Linked DNA regions of Bos taurus: region 1 is linked to region 2. A link is a contact called in public Hi-C data. All regions are on one chromosome and are shown on one strand. Each heading gives the region's core, a stretch centred on a gene start, on an enhancer-like site or on the middle of the called end of the contact. The rest is flanking DNA. Distances are from core to core; before and after follow the strand shown.

Region 1 (6,747 bases), core at 3,422-5,921, 56 kb before region 2:
GGTGTTTTCTTTTCAATTAGGTGTGCTGGGTCTTCACTGCAGTGCGAGGGTTTTCTCTGCTGTGGTCAGTGGGGGCTACTCTTTGTTGCAATGCACGGACTTCCCATTGTGGTAGCTTCTCTTGTAGAGCGGGCTTCCCAAGTACATTAGTGGTAAAGAATCTGCCTCCAGTGCAGGAGATGCGGGTTCGATTCCTGGGTCATGAAGAGCCCTGGGAGAAAGAAATAGCAACCCACTCCAGTATTCTTGCTTGGGAAATCCCACGGACAGATGAGCCTGGTGGGCTCATCTGCCACGGTGTCGCAAAAGAGTTGGACACGACTTAACGACTAAACAGTAAGAAACCTTGTTGTAGAACAGGCTCTGGGCATTCAGGCTTCAAGAGCTGCAGCACGTGGGCTCAGCAGTTGTGACCCACTAGCTTAGTTGCTCCAAGGCATGTGGAATCTTCCCAGATCAGGGATGGAACCCCTGTCCCCTGCATTGGCAGGTGGATTCTTATCCACAGTACCACCAGAGAAGTTCCTAGATGTACCTTGGCCTGTTGCACTTTGGAATCTTCTCTTGGGCAGCACTGAACTTCTAGACAAAGACTGATGAAGTGAGGAGACATGGAGTCCTTCAATAAACATACAATTTCTTAGGAGGGTGGGGCCACTTGGAGTTGTTCCTTCCTGAAAAGAAGCTTTCCATAGAGGCCTTCTTGTTTTTCCTGCTTGTACCTCCTCTGGAAATGCAATATGCTTATCAGTCCTGTTATTTAATGCTTTGGCTTCAGTTCTTAGCACATAGCACTGCTAGTACTGACACATGTCTGAAAAAACCCCATCATTTTAAGCCCATAAAAGTTTTCTTCTCCCTCTGGCATACAGGTCCGTGCATTCAAGTTTAAAAACTCTAGGAAGGGGCTGTGCTCTCTGGGAGGTCACATCCTCATGGATTATTTTCGGTGCCCAGGACTTGAAGCACTTTAACCACTGTGCTGCTTTCTAGCCCTCTGGGGACACCAGCAGCATCTGCTTCCAGTGAAGAGCTGGATTAATGCTAGCTCTCTTTTTAGACCCTGATTTTTTTTTTTTGGCCTCTCCACTTGACTTGCAGATCTTAGTTCCCTGACCAGGGACTAAACCTGGGCGGTGGCAGTGAAAATGCTGAGTCCTAATCACTGGACAGCCAGGGAATTCCTAACCCTGACCTGTTTTGAATCAGAGTCTTCTAGTTATCCTGGCCACCTACCTGGTCGACAAGAGGCGTGGAGTGCCTCTCTGATTCTTTGACTGGGAAGGAGTGCCACAGAGAACTGTTGATTCACCCCTATAGATGGCTGTTTTGCCCCCCAAATAAGTGAAATGGCCAGAAGAAGGGGTGGGGAGGGCTGGGGCTCGAAAGGCTGAGCATGGAATCAAACTCTGAAAACCTTTTGCTAGTGGCTATTCTTGGGAACTATCTGATGTGTGAATGCTGGTTGTCACCACACTGGGTTCTTCTGCATACACTGGGCTGCCTATCATGGAAGAACCTTGTGATTCATTTCAGAGCAGGGGTTGGGAAAAAAAGAACACATCCAGGAAACAAGCACAAGGCTCAGAATTAACCAGGAGACCTGACTTTGGGCTCCATGTGTGCCTCTAAAGACCTGCATGATCTTATATTTAGTTATTTCACTCATCTCTCTAGGCCTAGATTATGCATCCATGAAAGGAAGAAAACACACCAGATGGAATCTACTTAAGAAATTTGTCATGTATAAAAGAGAGAGTTGGAGTTGACTTGTGAGCACACAGGTATGTTTATTGAGTCACTAGACGCATTTTGGAGAAGGCAACGGCACCCCACTCCAGTACTCTTGCCTGGAAAATCCCATGGACGGAGGAGTCTGGTAGGCTGCAGTCCATGGGGTCTCGAAGAGTCAGACACGACTGAGCAACTTCATTTTCACTTTTCACTTTCACGCTTTGGAGAAGGAAATGGCAACCCACTCCAGTGTTCTTGCCTGGAGAATCCCAGGGACAGGGGAGCCTGGTGGGCTCCCGTCTATGGGGTCACACAGAGTTGGACACGACTGAAGTGACTTAGCAGCAGCAGCAGCAGCAGACCCATTTTACTAGACTGAGTCTTAGAAAAGTTAAGAAACGCTAAAAGATACTTCCTGCTGGTAAATCTGGGATTTCAATCCACATCTATCTGAGTGCATAGTTCTACATAAACCTGACTACCATGTGTGATAAAACCATAGACTCTTCAAGGTAGCTTTGTGCAGATTGTTGTCAAGTGCATGGCAGACATTCAACAATGTGGATTCCTTCCCTTTCCCATCAGAACTCACAGGAAGTGTAGATACAACCTGGTTCAAATGGTTCATTTTACAGCTCTGACTCTGATTTCTCCAGAGGAGAAATCACCTATCAGGGCAGCCCAGCTAGAGATGCAGTCACGCCAAGTCTGGAGACCAAGTCAGGGCCCCTAAGAACAGGTCTCCTAACTTTCCACCCAGTATTCAAGTCCACTCCCCTACACAGTAGCATGACTCTGCCTCCTGTTTCTATCACCCTGGGGTTGTTGCCCATTCTGGCTCCTGAAGTAACTCAGTAGTAACCCTAATCCCATTGCTCTAATAAGATTTAATCTCAGTCCCGATTCAGAGTTCTCCATTACTACACAGGGTAAGGTTTAGATGCAGATAAAGCACACATCTACCTGATGTGTGACCTGATAACGCTTGCTTTGGGAACCAGCATTCTTATATTCCCTTGACTTTCACACAGACAGATTAACTCCAGGGGGGTTGACATTTGCTCTTTTCCTCCCTCATCATGAGGAAGAGATGTGGGACAGGGAAAGAGAAGGCTCAGACACACCACGATATTCTCACACTACTGTATATTGTACTCTGGGGTCCAAAGGAGACTGTGCACACACACAGCACCAGCCTGCAGTCATGAAGTGCTACATAGATTAGTTCCAAGAGCATCAGTTCAAGAAAGGGAAAAAGTAATATTTTAAAAATACTTTAGGGCTTCCCTGGTGGCTCAGTGGTAAAGAACCACATGCCAGTGCATGAGACACGGGTTCGATCCTTGGACCAGGAAGATCCCACAAGTCACGGAGCAACTAAGTCTGTGTGCCACGACTCCTGAGCCTGTGTTCTAGAGCCTGCGAACCACAACTATGTGTCACAGCCAATGAGGCACACGTGCCTAGAGCAAGTGCTCCACAACAGAGAAGCCACCACAATAAAAAACCCACACACTGCAACTAGAGACTAGTCCCTGCTCACCACAACTAGAGAAAAGTCCATGCAGCAACGAAGACCCAGCACAGCCAAAAATAAGTAAATACAATTACAATAAAAATAAAAGTACTTTCAAATGGATCATCATTTATTCTTCATGATAACTCAATGAGGAAAATAACCTTATTGAACCATTTTTACAGATGTAGGAACCAAGACTAGAGAAATTAATAGGCCCATCACACAGCCAGGAAGAGCAGAGCCTGACTTTCTATTTGGATCTTTGGGCCCCAGACCCTCCCTTCTTCTGCCCATACCACTCTGTAAGGCATCCCATTCTGTTTCCACCCAGAATTTCCCACCTAAAAATGAACTTGTTGACCTCTGCCTCCTCGGTGGGCCATGCTGTTTTCACATGTGGTACACAGTTGGTGTACAGGTTTCCACAAGTGGAGCCTGGGATTTTTACATGGATGTGGGGCTGACGTAGTAATCAAAAGTAAACTTTCAACAAGTCTGACTGGGATTCTCTTTGGCATCCCCTGGGGAACTGCCTGTGACCTGGAAGCCTGTCTCTGAAAGGCTGAGCATTGGCTATAAATGCAAGTAAAAGGCTTTCCCTGGTAACGTGCATATTTGAGAATAGTCTTCTAAGGAAGACTGAGGTCCTCGTCTCTTGTATTCTTCTGGTGCCCTGGATAAAGTGATGTGCCTCTGTGGCCCTCTGATCCCACATCTGCTCCGGTAGCAGTGGAGCATATGGTCTTCCAAGTGGCTTTAAACATAGCTTTTTCTGCCCCATAAAGTTCCCCTTCCCATTTTAGTTCAATAAACATTTAGTATGCACCTATTGTATACCAAGAGTAACTGTGACACAAAGGTGAACAGGGACCTCCCAGACCAATTAGGAGATGGCAAGTAAAACTGCAGTCACCTACACAGCCTGGCTAGGAGGGGAGGAGGGAGAAGGGATACATGTATGTGAATGGCTGAGACCTTTGCAGTCTACCTGAAGCTATCACAGCATTGTTGATCATTGCCATTCCAATATAAAATAAAAAGCTTTAAAAAATAGATAAGTAATGAATTGAAACAAACAAAAACATCACCTACAGTGCAATACTGAAGGCAGTGGGAAGGCGGTGCTGCGGTGGTCGCATGGGAAGGTTGTGAGTTGCTTTGTCAGGGCAGAGGACAGATAACCAGAAAAAGAGGGGTCAGATAGGAAGGTTCCAGGAAAGAGAGGTGGGAGCCTCTGAGGAGCCTTGAAGAATGAAGGGGGGTTCAACAGAAGGGAAAGCAGGGCATGCCAGGAAGTGGGAGCAGCTTGTCCACAGTCACAGATAACGAAACGACTTCATGTTCAAGAGCGACGAGCAATTCAGTGCTGCCACAGCGTGGAGTGGGAGAGGCTGGGGCAAGCAGCCAGGGCCTGATGACAGAGGCCCTGTGGATCACGCAAAGAAGCTGAGGCTGGACTCGGGGGCAAAGTGTAACTTGAGCAAAGGGCAGGGACATGTGAGATTTTCACCTAGTTAGATTATGCTAACAGCTGTATGGAATATGGATTTGAAGAGAGGATACCTGTGAGCAGGGGAATTAATTAAAGAGCTGTTTATCATGACAGTCTAGGTAAAGAGCTGCTGAGGACATGCCTTAGGCCAAAACAGTAAGAACGGAGAGGCAGATATGGAATGGCAAACTTTTAGTATCGAAAATATATTTCCACCCCCAAAGGTTTATCCTCTATAACAAAGGACTATTTCAGGAATTCTCTGTTGAATGCCTGTAGGACACAAAGAACCAACACAGAAAAAATTCTGAAAGACCAGAGTCAATCCAATTGCTTAGAACAGACACACGGAGGGCATTTGGGGTTCCAGAAGGTATTCACTAAGTCAAATATTTCTGTAATGTCCAAATTTTCAAAGGTAATTATTCATTTTAAATTAGAAAAAAAATATTAATAAGATTAAAAAGAGAAAGAACTCCAAATTTCAGTGCTTGAGTTTGGAAGATTTCAGTTCCTAAGGTATTCAAGTTAGTGATAGTTTCCTTTTTTACCTGGTGAAAGAAGTGTCTTGAGACATTTAAGGGCACATTTTCTAAATAAACACATATATGCACATAGATATGTTTGTTGTATGTGTGTGTTTTTAAATCAATAACTGAGAATCCATCTCCTTCTCCTGCCATAACCTGAGTCATCGTCTACCAAGAGGCCATACCTGGATGTGGCCTATAGCCCTTACCCACACCTTTCCATGAAGCTCTACAGTTTACAAAGCACTTTCAAACATATCAGTTTGGTTGATTTTCAGAATATCCCCATAAGATTGAAAAGGCAAGTGATGCTATTCCTGTTTTACTGTTAAGGAAAACAGGTTCATGAAAGGTAAATGATGTATCCAAGGTACATGGCTGGTTATCAGGAGAGCTCTGATTTGAACTCAGGTTATCTGATTTAAAAGTCAACACATCTGTCAAATTTCTAGGATTTTCTGAGGAAGCTTCCCAAATAAGTGGATTTTCAGTCCCTGAAATCTATCTCTTACAGATCCAAAGACTTTATTTCAGTTTTGGATAGCTATTTATTGCTTTCTTTTTTTTTTTTTCACTTTCCAGTATTTTAATGGGGATTGCATTATCTATAGATTAATTTGAGGGAAATAGACACCTTTATTACAGTAGACCTTCTAAATTATATAAATTTAGCCTATTTGAATATTCTAATTTCTCTCAGCAATGTTTTATAGTTTTTAGAAGTATTGCACCTCTAGGATTTGATTTTTCTGATACTGTTATAAATGTGTTTACAGTTTCATTTTTAACTTGTTTGCTGTGAAATATAGACATACACTTGCTTTTCACATACTGATCAGATACTCATTAACTTTATTACATGCACTTATTAATTCTAATAACTTCCCTGTAAGATCTTTTGAATTTTCTATTTACACAATTTGGTCAATAGTTTTCTGTGAATAAAGATAGTTTTACTTTTTTCCCAAACTTTACACTTTTTATTTTTATTTTGTACCTTTACTTTATTGCTCTGGCTTAGACTTCCAAGATAATTGAATAAAAGTAATGGTAGTGTATATTTTTGTCATTTTCTCAATGTCACATTTCATCATTAAGTATGTTCAGTTCAGTTCAGTTGCTCAGTCATGTCCGACTCTGCAACCCCATGAATCACAGCACACCAGGCCTCCCTGTCCATCACTAACTCCCGGACTTTACTCAGACTCACGTCCATCGAGTCGGTGATGCCATCTAGCCATCTCATCCTCTGTCGTCCCCTTTTCCTCCTGCCCCCAATCCCTCCCAGCATCAGAGTCTTTTCCAATGAGTCAACTCTTCTCATCAGGTGGCCAAAGTATTGGAGTTTCAGCCTTAGCATCAGTCCTTCCAAGTATGTTAGAGGTTGGTATTTTTTTGAAGATATCCTTTATCAGATTAAAAAATTTTTTTTTTCAATTTCTAGTTACTGAGCTTTTTAAATTTTAAAACCA
Region 2 (6,565 bases), core at 2,498-4,997:
CCCAACCCTGATGGGGAACAGCTCACAGTGAGAAAAGGGGCAAAACAAGAGGTGCCCTGGGACTAACTGAGTGTCCCCCTTAGGCTGAATTCCACTGTCTCTTCTGTCTCTTCTGCCTGAGGTTTTTGATTCCTTTTTTTTTTCCTGGCTACACTGGTCTTTGTTGCTGCGCATCAAATTTCTCTACTTTCGGAAAGTGGGTACTGCTCTCTAGTTGCCGGCTGTGCAGGCTTCTCGTTGTGGTGGCTTCTCTTGTCGAGGAGCACAGGCTCTAAGGCGAGTGGACTTCAGTGGGTGGGGTACACGAGTTTAGTTACCGGATCTTCGTGGACCAGGTATCAAATCCCTGTCCCCTGCACTGGCAGGCAGGTTCTTAGCTGCACCCCCAGGGAAGCCTTCTGTCTGACTCTTGTCTACCCCTCCACCTGTTTGGGGCCTGGGAGGGAGGAGCCCCTCTTTGGCTGGGGTGCCCCCCTGTCTGGTGACCTCATTCATGCTCGAGTGTTTGTGTTGAAGGAGAGGTGCTCTACAAAACACAAAGTGCTGAGGCCCCAGGCAGACCTGGATCACAGCTGGCACCCAGGTTATCTGAGTGAAAAGATGGGCTGGCACAGGGGCTGACATGCCAACGGAGCTGCTAGGTGGGGAGTTTCAGGGTAGCCCACACCCCACCCCAAACTCTTGTAGTAAATCAATGGAGGAGGAATCCACAAGGGCTCAGACTGGGGATTCGAAGGGCAAGTGCTGTTTATAAAGTACCCACAGGACACAGGACCACTGGGAGGGGAAAAATAGGGTTCAAAAGAGACCAGATTTCAGGATTTTCCTGGTGGGTCCAGTGGTTAAGAATCCGTCTTGCCAGCCTGGATGGGAGGGGAGCAATGGATACATGTGTATGCATGCTGAACCTCTGCTGTCCACCTGAAACTATCACATTTTTAATTGTCTATACTCCTATATATATATATAGGAGTATAGACAATTAAAAATGTTGTGATAGTTTTAGGTGGAACTATATATATATATAATATATTTATATTAAATATTATATTATATATATATAATTTATTATATATTTATTCATTACATATAAATTTATTGTGTGTGTGTATGCGTGTGTGTGTGTGTGTATGTGTATATATATATATATATATATAAAAGAATCCACCTTGCAATGCAGGGAGCACGAGTTCGATTCCTGGCCAGGGAACTAAGATCCCACATGCGGTGGAGCAACTAAGCCTGCACACGACTAGAGAGTGCATGTTCTGCAATGAAAGGCCCTGAGTGCCACAAGTAAGACCCAATGCAGCCAAATAAATATATAAATAATTTTAAAAAAGAGAGAGAGAGACCAAATTTCCGCAAAGAGGATCCTGAACTGAGAGACCCAAGAGAGGGTCCCACAAGGAGACACTCCATAGATGGACCCTCCCTCAGAGACCCCACAGCAGGGCCCTCATTGAAGGACCCTAAAAAGATGACCTTGGAGTAAGAAGCCCACTGAGAAGACCCAGCAAAGGGAACCCTCAAATGGAGACCCAGTCAGAGAGGCTTCACAGAAAGTCCCAAACTGAGCGATCCCTTTGAGGTGCTGTCGAAGGGGAACCGGACACCACAGAGGGGCCAAGAAACCTCACAGGGAAGCTGGACAGCCCCAAGGGGAGACAGGCTGAAGAAGTGGGCTGGGGAGTGGCAGCAAGCAGCTGTAGAGAGATGACTCAGGTTGCCCACACCGAGTAGACGCAGACCCCACCTGAGGAGGCAGTGCCCCTCAGGTTTAGCTTAATCACCCCTCAGTGTCTGCCTGCAGGGGACAGGGCTGGGGGAGGTGCTGGGCTTCTGATAAGCATCAGCCTGGAGCTTTCTCCCAGGCCAGGCAAGGAGGGCTTGGCCTCCTCACCTCAGCCTCACCCTCTAGGGCTCTCGGCAAGATCCTCTTCACCCTCAGATGGCCTCCCTGCTGGGTTGCAGGGTCCCCCCTCCTCCCACTTCCCCCAGAGAAGGAGCCTCTAGAAGACAACGAGGTGGAAAACCCCCAGGAAGTCTCTGATCTTCCTGAGGTCTTGCTCCCCATGTGTGCTGAGGCCTTCTTGGTGGGAAGTGGAGGAACGAGAGCCCAGGATAGGCTCCTGGCCACGTCCAGCTCCGTACTGGTACTTCAGGATCTGGAAATGGACTTTCCCCAAACATTGGATGATACCCAGTTGGATGGCTCCTTCCGCCTCACTGAGCCCTTCCTGGCACGTCCTGGTGCCCAGGGATCCACTCAGAGTTAACACCTCCCTGTCAGCTGGCTTTCTCTCAGCCACATCAGGACTACGTCTGGGGAAACTGGGGTCCCTGGGTCTCCCCTGTGCATCCACTGCTGCTTGATTTCAGGACTGGCCGCTCCAGGAAAAGGCCAGACTCTAGCCTGCCGTGCTCCTTGGGTTGGGTCTTGAAAATTGCTTCCTCCAGAAAGAAGAGCAGGTAACAAAATTCCACCAACAGCCCTGAAGTCCTTAATAAAGGCCATGCATTGGGTGCTGCCCCCTTTAAGAGGCAAGTCGCTGGTTTGAAATGGCAAAACCAGGCTCAGCTTTCTTCACCTGGAGTCCTTCTCTGCTCAGGCCCTCAGACCTCCAGAAGCCCCACTCCAACACCAAGTCCAGCCTCTGGTATTAGGAGCCCCTGTCCTCCCCCGGATGGGGAAGGAGGGATCAGCGGGGTGAATGGAGAGGGCCCTGGTTCACTCCGTGCTCACAGACCTTTCATGCAGGGGAAACTGACTCCCAGAAGAGTATTTCTATGGCCTAGGTTCCCACCCCTGGGGAGAGGAGAGCTTGGAATCTAAATCTATGGGACATGGAACAAAGAACACAGGAACTGGGTACCCCTGGGTCTCCGCTGTCATGCACCCACTGCTGATGTATCTCTCACGTCCCCTCTCAGACAAAGAGATGGAAGGACTTCCCACAGGCCCCTGAGCAGGCTACTCCTCCGGTGGGGTCCCACAGAGCTCCGGCCCAGCCCCTGCACACGGACTCCCCAACCCTGCCGTGCACCAGCCTGTAACATCACCTAGATCCACAGAGCTGGGGAGCAGGCACACCTTCATGGGGTCTGCTCCACCTTCTCTCCCAACATACCTGAGGACAGGTAGACTCCCCTCTGATATTCACCAGACGTACTTCCGTAAGCCCTAATCAATATAGGTGCGTTGTACCAGCTGCCCGGGTTGTGCCTGTGTAAATGCCCAGCTCTGTTCGCTTCTCCTAGGCACCCCTAGACGGCACAAATGTCCATTTGGCCTCTACTTGATATAAATGCCGGGGACACCAAACACCAACATGTGGATACAAGTACTTCCCTCACTTTTGCACTCCCAGGTCCACACCCGTGGTTAAGCCAGTGAGCCACCCTTCTGCAGTAAGTGAAGAGTAAGGCAACTTCCCCGAGCCTAGGACAGCCCAGCACGCTCAGGTCCCACATAGCTGTGGCTCTTGGGGTGCTGCGAGCCTTCAGAAGCCCTGACACCCCTAGGCTGTAGCTTCTACCCGCATTCTTCCCCCCAATCCCCCAGACGTTCCAGGCGCCCGCCCGCCCCGGGTGACCCGCTGTCCACACCGCCCTCACCTGGCCGCAGGGGAACAACACCCCTGAGAGCGGCGCCCCTGTCCTTCGTCCCCTCCCGCACGCAGGGACACCTGTCAGAGCTCGCGCCCTCCGCCCCTCACCTGGGTGCATGGGTTCCAGATTCACCATCCTGCCCCAGGCGGGGCCAAAGCCAGCTTCCCCCCAGGCCCCTCGCGTCTGCCCCAGCCGGGCCCCAGGGGAAGCCAGGGTCTCCTGCCTTCTGTCCCCGGCCGCCACCGCCGCGGGAGCCGCCGCCGGAGCCGTCGCCGCCGCCGTCGCGCGCTCCGCTGCTCGCTCGCGGCCGCCCGGGCAGCACTCTGCGCGGCGGGATTGCCACACTCCCCAGGTGAGCACGCCGCGCGGCGGGCGGGGGCCGCGGGCCACGCCCCCTGGCAGGGCCCCCGCGCCTGGCCCCAGGCCCAGGCAAAGCAGCGATTTGCATTTGGGGAGCCGGGGGCTGGCGGAGGGGGCAGTCCGTGCTGCCGGGGCGGGTCCCGACCCTGCGGAACACCTGTCCGCCCCAGACCGGCCGGCGGCCTCTTCCCACCGCACCCAGGCTCCTGGTCTGGCTCGTCCTATTGAGGAACCCCTGGAGGATTAACCAGCGGGGGCCTGAGCTTTCCTCTGGACAGATGCCCCAGCTCTTGGAGGAGTTCTGGTGTGTCTGGAGAAGCCACGAGAGTGTGCTGGCAAGAATCTAGAGTTGGAATTCTACCTTTCAGCCGCTTGCCGGCTGTGTAACACGAGAGGAAGCTCATCACCTCCCTGAACTCAGTTTACTCAGCCATAAAATGGGACAGGTGCTAATCTTAACTGCATCTAATGATAGGAACCTAGCAGGTGGCCAAGCTCACCTAAGTCCCCATGCATCCTCATCTCCTCCTGGGACCTGGATGGGTCCCAGCTAATTATCACGTTTTCTAGGTGAAGATTCTGTCTCTTGCCTGCTCTATCAGGTTCCAGATTGCTGTGAGGCTCTTTGAGAGAATGATGTGAAAGTTATTTATTGAGTGACAGGGGCTGTGGGAGCAGCCACCTCCCTCATGTACAGAGCTGGGAAGTGACTTGTCCAAAGGCAACACAGTACCCTAGTGATGGAAGGAGCCTGGCTGGGGGTAGGATCCTGGCCAGGGGTAGGTCTCTGGACTCCCACTCCATGCTCTCTCCAGCACGCATCATAGACTCATCCTCTGAGCTCCCCTACTCTTCTGCTCCACTCTTCAGGTCCCAGTAAGAGGTGCCAAGGTCAAGAGACGACCTGCCTATAAGCCTAGGAAGCTGGGTGCCCCCAGCAGAAGCAGCTCTCGCCTTGCTTTCCAGGCAGGTCTCCCTATCAAGCTGCTTACAGAACAGATCTTGGACTTTTCTGCCTCTATGCATTGTTTGCAGTATTTTTTTCCAGGTGGTATATCCACTCACCATCCACTCCCATAATCCCCGTCATAACATCCAGAATTTATTGAGCTTTCAGTGTGTGTCAGGCAGTGTGCTAACCAGCACTTTAAAGTCACTTGATCTTGTTTAGTCCTCATAACAACTACACATTGGACTGTTATATTTCCGTTTTACAGATGGGGAAAATGAGGTTTAGAGGGTTTAGCTTGCCAAAGTTACCCAGCCAGTAAGTAACAGGGCTCCTGGTTGAAAGCTCTACACTCTATTCCCTCTGTACATAATTAAGATGCCACCTCCTTTCTGAAGTTAGAAGTTACATGATCTGTTATTAAATTACTGTAACACTTCAATGTTCCTAATAGCCCTTGTGGCCTGTTCTGTAGGACTTTTCTTATTCTTCCTCCTGGCTGTTAACTGATTGTCTTCCCCACTGCACCAAATACCATGTAGGGTACATGTCAGGTGTCAGAAAGGGCTCAGTGGGGGCCACAGTAGCCCTGCAAGGATAGAAAGTGTTTAATAAGCACCTCTTCGGGTCCATACAACCACTCACCCCTGTCGCACCTTCCGCTCCTCTCCCCACCCTTGGCAAGAAGGCAGGAGACTTTCTTCCTATTTCTTCTGGCAGAGGAAAGAGACCAGTAGCTTTTTGGAGGCCTAGTGAACCCAGGGATGTCCCCTCCCCCATCTGCCTCAGGACACTGCCAGGCTGTTCCCTTCTCTTTCCTTTCCTTTTCTTTCCCTCCTCCACTTCAGGTTTGCCCCAAATCTGAGGCCATTGCTTATCTACAACTGCACTTCACCTACCATCATCCTAGAAAAATGCCTGCACATAGTTTATATACCCCTGTGTGCTTGCAATTTCCATATCTCTATTTGCATACTATTTGCATAGCCATGTGCACCAGGGGTCTGATTCTCTGACCACCATTATCTGGAACCTCTGTCTCTTTTCTATGTGCAAAATTACATTTCTTTCTGGGGCTTTACTTTTCCAGAAGCCAGAGGAGCATGTACCTAATGACTCTTAAGGGACTTCCAGCTCTAGTAGCCTAGGATTCTCGGGTCCTGGGGTTAGGAGGGGGTGGAACTCCTGGGGATGGGGCCACTGGGGAAGAGATGGGGCCGTATGGGGCCTTATAGGTTCATAGTTGGAAGGACAGCTGTGGGTTCCAGACCACAGGAGGGGAGATTGTGTGCAGGAAGGGAGATTGGATGGAGGATGGGAGGTTGGGGGAAAGGTGGTAGACAGGACTTCACCTTCATTCATTTACCCATTCATTCAATAAATATTGACTGAGCACTTCCTATATATCAAGGAAGTTCTCCATGCTGGGCATATGCCTTCTTACTTCATCCGCACACCTTTAGGAGAAGCATACAATTTTTAGATTTCTTTTATGGATGAGGAAACTGAAGTTCAGGGGGATTAATATAGCTAGGAGATGGGAGAGTTGAAATTTAGACTAGGTCTGCCTGACTCCAAAGCTGGTGCTTTTAATCCTGCTGTCCAACGTCTGAGCCTGTCTCCTCTTCTCTTCTTTTCCTTTCT

The links. A called contact is a pair of places that touch in the nucleus more often than the background predicts.
Region 1: a Hi-C map of liver shows a contact between it and region 2, with 2.5 times the contacts expected there. The contact joins the enhancer-like site here to the promoter of POU2F3 in region 2. A contact is called at or near these places in 6 of 11 Hi-C or Micro-C datasets (4-cell embryo, blastocyst, liver and 2 more).

What each region holds. Positions count from the first base shown.
Region 1 is chr15:30,870,950-30,877,696 of ARS-UCD2.0, reverse strand. The region is part of intron 3 of POU2F3 (POU class 2 homeobox 3); the gene reads right to left. Among named protein-coding and RNA genes, the nearest start is that of TLCD5, 38 kb to the left of the region's middle. Within about 2 kb of position 4,671, at least 2 of the 102 cell types and tissues checked have an H3K27ac peak or open chromatin away from gene starts, as enhancers often do. A contact at or near this core is called in liver, where this site is marked.
Region 2 is chr15:30,814,178-30,820,742 of ARS-UCD2.0, reverse strand. It overlaps POU2F3 (POU class 2 homeobox 3), which reads right to left and starts at 3,747. Exons shown (of 13, transcript NM_001205830.1): 1 at 3,720-3,747. The coding sequence starts at 3,747.